Linked DNA regions of Canis lupus: region 1 is linked to region 2. A link is a contact called in public Hi-C data. All regions are on one chromosome and are shown on one strand. The core of a region is the stretch at or near the end of the contact, and the rest is flanking DNA. Distances in the headings are between cores, read along the strand shown. Region 1 holds the start of CEP20 (centrosomal protein 20). Region 2 overlaps ABCC1 (ATP binding cassette subfamily C member 1).

What was found. Hi-C and Micro-C count contacts between places; a contact is called where the count stands out from the background.
Region 1: a contact with region 2 is called in a Hi-C map of blood, with 2.9 times the contacts expected there. The contact joins the promoter of CEP20 here to the enhancer-like site in region 2. A contact is called at or near these places in 4 of 9 Hi-C or Micro-C datasets (amygdala and blood).

The regions. Positions count from the first base shown.
Region 1 is chr6:28,276,085-28,279,531 of UU_Cfam_GSD_1.0, forward strand. It overlaps CEP20 (centrosomal protein 20), which reads left to right and starts at 2,189. Exons shown (of 4, transcript XM_038540263.1): 1 at 2,189-2,286. The coding sequence starts at 2,259.
Region 2 is chr6:28,122,051-28,125,471 of UU_Cfam_GSD_1.0, forward strand. It overlaps ABCC1 (ATP binding cassette subfamily C member 1), which reads right to left. Exons shown (of 31, transcript NM_001002971.1): 26 at 2,879-2,980; 27 at 96-242. Among named protein-coding and RNA genes, the nearest start is that of ABCC6, 62 kb to the left of the region's middle. Within about 2 kb of position 1,986, at least 2 of the 20 cell types and tissues checked have an H3K27ac peak or open chromatin away from gene starts, as enhancers often do. A contact at or near this core is called in blood, where this site is marked.

The DNA of each region.
Region 1 (3,447 bases), core at 939-3,438, 150 kb after region 2:
AGCAGTGCTATATGAATATTCTTATACATATAACCTTGGTGATTAGTTGTGAGTGTGTCCATAAGATACATTCTTAGAACTGCCATTGGTGGGTCGTAAGGTGTGAAAAGTTGATTAGATATTGCCAAAGAGCCTTCTGAGAAGGTGGGGCCAATATATACACATACCAGCTAGGATTGGTAATGTCTGTTTCCCCACATCCTCAACACAGCGTCTTGGGTTATTGCTGTGTGAGTATCTACCTCAGAGGGTTGTTGGTGAGAACTTGAAGTAAAGTATTAGAGCCGTGCCTGTCATACGCAGAGTGGCAGTGGATGTCATCGTATGATTACCACTACAAACCCATCGATCACATTATTATTTGTCTTTCTCTGAGTTTCTCATCAAGATATATGAGAGTCCTTTTTCTCTGAGGAGCTCAAACATTCTACCTACAGAATTTGGTTAATCCTTATAAATCTCTTCAGATGTTGGCCAGGAATTCAGGCCCTGTGGGTTTTACAGAATAGGGAAGTATGACACAATAGAGTCTTTCTAAGTTTACAGAACAGATCTGTGTTCCACAAAGTCAAAATTAATCTCCTTTGGAATGGGAATGGACTCCTCTAGGTTACAATGGCCTTCAAATGTTTTTTTTTGTGTGTGTGTGTGTGTGTGTGTGTGTGTGTCTATCTACTTTAAGAAATACACCAAAAGCCAGGTCACAACATTCTTACCCAAAACAGAAATTAAAAAAAAAAATACTTCTTTGTTTTCTATTTGTTCCATCCCATCTCATTGAAAATATGTTCATTGGGAGCCACTGATAAATAGATTTCAGAACCTACTATGGGTTAAGACTAGCAATTTAAAGGGCACTGTTCTGGGATCTAGGTCACAGGCATAGACCTTCCTGGCAATGGAAGGAATCACATAACTGGATTCCTAACTGGAAGCACAGAGTCTCACACTCAGTTTTGGGTAAATTATCTCCATTATTCCCATGTTTTTTCTTCTTCATATATTTGGGATGGTAGAGTTTATTCGTTCCTCAATTATTCACAAATAGCTTTTGGACTCCTTAGGAGCACTACCCATAATTAAGTGCCAGGGGAAGAGAACAGGCTTTGAACAGCAAGAGGCCTGGATGCAAATCTCACCTCCACCATTTGCTCATGATCTTGATTTAAGCCTTATCGGTCATCCAAGACTCCGTTTCCTCCTCTGTAAAATGGGAGTTACAGTAGAGAAATCACTGAGCCAACATATATAAAGCATTTAGCACAGTGTCAGGCTCACAGTTAAGTCCTTAACACAGTGAGACCAGCAGCACCAGCAGCACCAGAGAACTTGTCAGAAATGCAGTTCTTGGAGGGCGCCTGGGTGGCTCAATGGTTGAGCTTCTGCCTTTGGCTCAAGTCGTGATTCCTAGGTGTGATCCTGGGTTCCTGGGATCAAGTCCTGCATCAGGCCCGCTGCAGGGAGCCTGCTTCTCCCTCTGCCTATGTCTCTGCCTCTCTCTCTCTGTCTCTCTAAAATAAAATAATTAGAATAGAATAGAATGCAGTTCTCAGATCTCACTCTGGATTGACTACATCAGAAACCCCAGCGGTGGGGCCCCATGATTCCTAGGTGTGATCCTGGGTTCCTAGGATCAAGTCTTGCATCAGGCTCGCTGCAGGGAGCCTGCTTCTCCCTCTGCCTATGTCTCTGCCTCTCTCTCTCTCTCTCTCTCTCTCTCTCACTGTGTCTCTCTAAAATAAAATAATGAATAGAATAGAATAGAATAGAATGGAATGGAACGGAATGGAATGCAGTTCTCAGATCTCACCCTGGCTTGACTACATCAAAAACCCCAGCGGTGGGGCCCCGTGATGTTTTAACAAATCTTCCAGGTGATTCTGAGGCACGTTCAAGTTTGAGAAACACAGGCTTAATACTTGGTAACCATTGACAATCAGTCCCTGAGCCTGCAGCGATGAGCAGTGGGCAGAGCACGGAAGGACTGATCAACCACAGTGCAGCACTAAAGAGCCGGCAGCATCTGCAGGTGAGGTCTCTAACTGGTCTCGGGGCCGGCTCCTCCCACCTCCTCCCTCAGCACCTAGAGAGCTCGCTGATTGGTAGGATCCCTCCGGACCGTCACCACCCACCCAATCCGGGAGGGCGAAAACTGAAAGGGGCGGGACTGAGCAGCGCGAGAGGGGCGCGCCTATTGGCTGTAGACCGGCGCTGCGCGTGCGCACAGCCGACGCGCGCCCGTGACTGCCGGTTGAAAGATGGCGACTGTCGCGGAGCTGAAGGCTGGTGAGTTCGAGTGGGCGGTGTGCAGGGTGAACCGCGCCTGGTCTTCCTCCCGTGAAGAGGATGGGCTGGAAGGAGAGCGCGCGGAACACAGAGTTAGCCTTTCCGGGGGTCGCTGCGCGGCGTCAGGGCCCGCAAGGCGTCCGGCTGGCGTGGCGGCCGCTGCGCCGGGGGCGGGGGGAGGGGTCCTGGGGGAGAGAAGCGGTTGCTCGGGACCAGCTGGGCGGGTCCCAGGTGCGCCGTCGAGCCGAGGAGATGCTGCGCGACCCGCAGGTTCCCGAGAGGTCTGCAGTCCTGCTCGGTGGGCCTCCGGCGCTTTTGTCGGAGCCCTGTCGGGCCGAGGCTCTGGGCTGCCCCTTTCGTCGGGGGCTGAGGATTTCGTCCCCCTCCGTGATCGGGCCTCGGCGCGACCCCGAACCATTAGCTTACCTGTCTCACCGAAGCCTTGCCGCACCCTGCGGGTTGGGTCCCGGTCCCCGTCGGGAAGGCCTGCCCTGGCCACGCTCCTGTGGTTTTTGTTTTTTGTCCTCCCCCCCCCCCTCCCCCCAGCAAGAGTTCCGCAAAGGTGCGAGTCATCGAGCGGGATGGTGTTTGCGCACCGTTGGTTTTTAAACTTTTTTTTTTTTAAGGTTTATTTGTTTACTTATGATAGAGACACACAGAGAGAGGCAGAGACACAGGCAGAGGGAGAAGCAGGCTCCACGCCGGGAGCCCGACGTGGGACTCGATCCCGGGACTCCAGGATCGCGCCCTGGGTCAAAGGCAGGCGCTAAACCGCCGCGCCACCCGGGGATCCCCGCACCGTTGGTTTTAACCGAGGTGTCCAAGCAGCGAACAGTAGTCGGAGGCGAGAAGCGACCGAGCCTTCCGTGTCAGGCCCTGCCCAGCCCCCCTGTGTTACCCAGTGGAGTCTGTGTGACACCCTAGGCCTGTGTAGGTCGTGAGAAATGAAGGTGCAGGGAGTTGCAATAGCTCGCGCCAAGTAACCGAGCTAGAAAGAGGCAGTGCGAGGCAGTGCGTGAGAACCTGGGTTTGCTCCCCCAGCTCTCCCCACCTCCCGGAGCTCCACGTCTTCATCCCTGGGTCATACTGCTACCCGATTAAGAACACTAGTTCCGGTTTTCAGGGACCTTAAATGAGCTCTTAATGAGTCATTTTTTTTAG
Region 2 (3,421 bases), core at 736-3,235:
CCCACGGAATCAGACTGTGATAAACTGGAGAAACGATGCACCTGGTTGCAAGCTATGTCCCGCTGTCAACGGTTGGGGGAACAAGACGCACCCACCTTTTCCCCTCCGTTGATGGTGATGTTGATGTGCTTGAGAACCAAGTCCAGGTTTTCTCGGTAGCGGAGGCCGTAGTCCCGGAATTCCACTCGGCCCACCTGAGGCCAGGTGCTGGGCGGAGCCATCTCCTGGATTTGCCAGGGAGCCTGTGATGAGGAGGAGGTGGGGGAGAGACAGGGTAAAAGATTTTAAGTCCGTCTCTGGAGCCTCAAGGCTACAGGTTGTGGCTGCACAACCCCTGTGACGTCATCGCCTTCCCTCTGGCTCACTCTGCTCACCCCCATGGCTGCACTGTTCCTTAGACGCACCTGCACACCCCACCCCTGGGCCTTTGCACACTCTGCATGGAAGACTTTTCCCCAAACTCCCCTCTGGGCATGCTCCCTCACATGCTGCACATCTCAGGGCCATTCACACCACCCCTGTGCTCTGGGCCCTCCATCCCCTCCTTGCTTCATTCTCCTTCAGACCATGTGGCAGCTCCCTGCACCCTCCGGGGCCGACAGCACACAGGAGGGACTCCGTGAATATTCACGGACCGAATCAATGAATGAGTGGTCTTCTCTGGACAGACACGAGGGCAGAGGTGTTACTCTGAATGGTGTTGCCTTCTACGTGTGGAGTGGAGGGCAACTGTAAAAGCAAAGGCTGATGCTTTTAAAGATCACGGTCACATGACCTCATTTAATCCTCACTACAATTCCATGAGTGGGGTCCTTACACATGAGGAAACCGACACAGAGAGGGTAAGTAACCTGCCCAGGGTCACACAGCCCTTAGTTCTGAAGAGCTTCTTAGTTCAGTTCAATACCTCCTGAGTGCTACAACTGGGTGTGCTCTGGGCCAGCCTTGGGGCTAGCTTGGGGGAAACTGAGAAATGGATACGACAATGAAAGGGAACTTTCATCCTTTCTTCTCCATAAACTTGTTAGATTATTACTATTTTTTACAACAAGCATACTTTCCTTTCATATATTTATGTGTATAAATGAAGGGGATAAGCTCTACAAACATAGGGGGCCCTGGAAGAGAAGTGGGTGGAACTTTCAAACTATGAAAATATATGTTAACATAAACATTATGTTAATTAATAACTATATTCACACACAAATATGTATTTTTATGGTGGTAAGATCCTGGATGATCTTTACTTTCTTTTGTATTTTTCAAGCATATTCTTATTCTAAAAACATAAAACTAAAAAATCAAAAGAAATAAAAACATGGCACTTTAGAGAAAATTAATTTCATACTTCAGATGATGAACTGCATGGCGTGAGAAATTGATCTTAAAAGCTATTGTGCAAACATTATATGTTCTCATTCATTTGGGGAATATAAATAATAGTGAAAGGGAATAGAAGGGAAGGGAGAAGAAATGGGTAGGAAATATCAGAAAGGGAGACAGAACATGAAGACTCCTAACTCTGGGAAACAAACTAGGGGTGGTGGAAGGGGAGGAGGGCAGGGGGTGGGGGTGAATGGATGACGGGCACTGAGGGGGGCACTTGACGGGATGAGCACTGGGTGTTATTCTGTATGTTGGCAAATTGAACACCAATAAAAAATAAATTTATTATTTAAAAAAAAAAAAAAGCTATTGTGGGCAGCCCAGGTGGCTCAGCGGTTTAGTGCCGCCTTCAACCCAGGGCGTGATCCTGGAGACCTGGGATGGAGTCCCACGTCGGGCTCCCTGCATGGGGCCTGCTTCTCCCTCTGCCTGTGTCTCTGCCTCTCTCTCTCTCTCTCTAATGAATAAATAAATAAAATCTTAAAAAAAATAAAAATAAAATAAAAGCTGTTGTAAAAAAATAAAATCAATGCCCTAGGAAGACCCCTGGTGTAATACATATTTATCTCCACAGGGGGCGCTCGCACCATTCTGATCAACACCCTCCAATGCCGCGGGACCTGGTTCCCTGGAGTGAGTTAGAGCCTGAGTGTTAAGGACGGGGCACCGCTCACCTCTGCAGATGCCTCCAGACAGCTGCAGCAGGGCCCTGCTCTCATCCCCAAGGGGCACTTTCTGGGGAGGCAGCGTGCCAGTGGTAACCGTACAGACCTGCCATTTGCCAGCCATGTAATCTCGGGCAAGTAACTTAACCCTGTGTCTCAGTTTCCTCATCTGTAAAATGGGATCCTGATAGAATGAGAATTACGAGGCTACGGAGAGTACGAAGTACTCCATGTCAGATGTGTAGTACAGGGCCTGACACCCCTCCGAGGGCACAACATGTGTCCCTATCATTACCGGTGCTGTCTCTCCAGGCATTACCATGATCGTCACGATGGTCACTACCACTGCTCTCGGGGGTGGTGTGCAAGCAGAAAAAGGCAGTTCTAAGGACAATGGGCCACTGAAGTCTGGACACTTGGGTCCTACTCCCAGCCGTTCTGACCACGTGTGACCTTGGATCAGCCACTGTCCCTCCCTAGGCCGCCCTTTGTTCCACCTATAAAATGGGGACTTCCGTTGAATAACTGCAGGGTTCCCCAAACTTTGGCCAATTCCCCACCAACATCCACATACTGATTCTCTTGTTAGTGACTTTCAGTGCTTTGAATCAACTCACTGGTAAATTAATTTTCAAACTTAAAGGGGAAGCTAGTGTCTCATTTTCCATAACAGAAACCCTCATACACATATGTGACAAGTAACAGAAGACAATTCTTGTTGAATAGAGGTTGCCTGTTGGGAGGCACGCAGGCTGTGGCTCAGCGGACTGTCCGGGCTAAGTCGCGGTGAAGAGGTCAGGAGAGGTCAGGCCGGGGGCTGGCTTTACCTCTTTCTCCGTTTCTGAATACTCCTTCAGCCTCTCCACGGCCACGATGTTGGTCTCCATCTCGGATGACATGCGAACCAGCCAGTTCAAGTACGTGGTGACCTGAGGGCAGAAGAGCCACATGGAGCTTCTAGAGCGAGCAAGAGTTGCTTTATCTTAGGAAGTAATTACGAGTTACGAAATGTTTTAGGTAAGATAAGGTCCAGAAAACAACAACCTCGCGCACGGCCACCACCCGGATGGGCTCCACTGTACTTCTTAAGCAAACACGTTTCAAAATGACCCCTGGGCCACGCAAGTCATCAGAGAAGATATCAGAAAATATCTTTAACTAGGTGGTAATAAGAAAACACAACATATCCAAATTTGGGGGACCAAGCTAAAGCTGTGATGAGAGGGAAAGTCATAGACAGAAAAGCATGTTTCTTGTAGCCAGAGGCATCCTGTCGGCCGTCAAAGGCTTTCCTGGACTAATGGGGGAAATCCAAGGGTCTCCTTTGCCCCAGTGCCAGTGGGTCACCGGGCTTCTCACAAGCTGCTCGG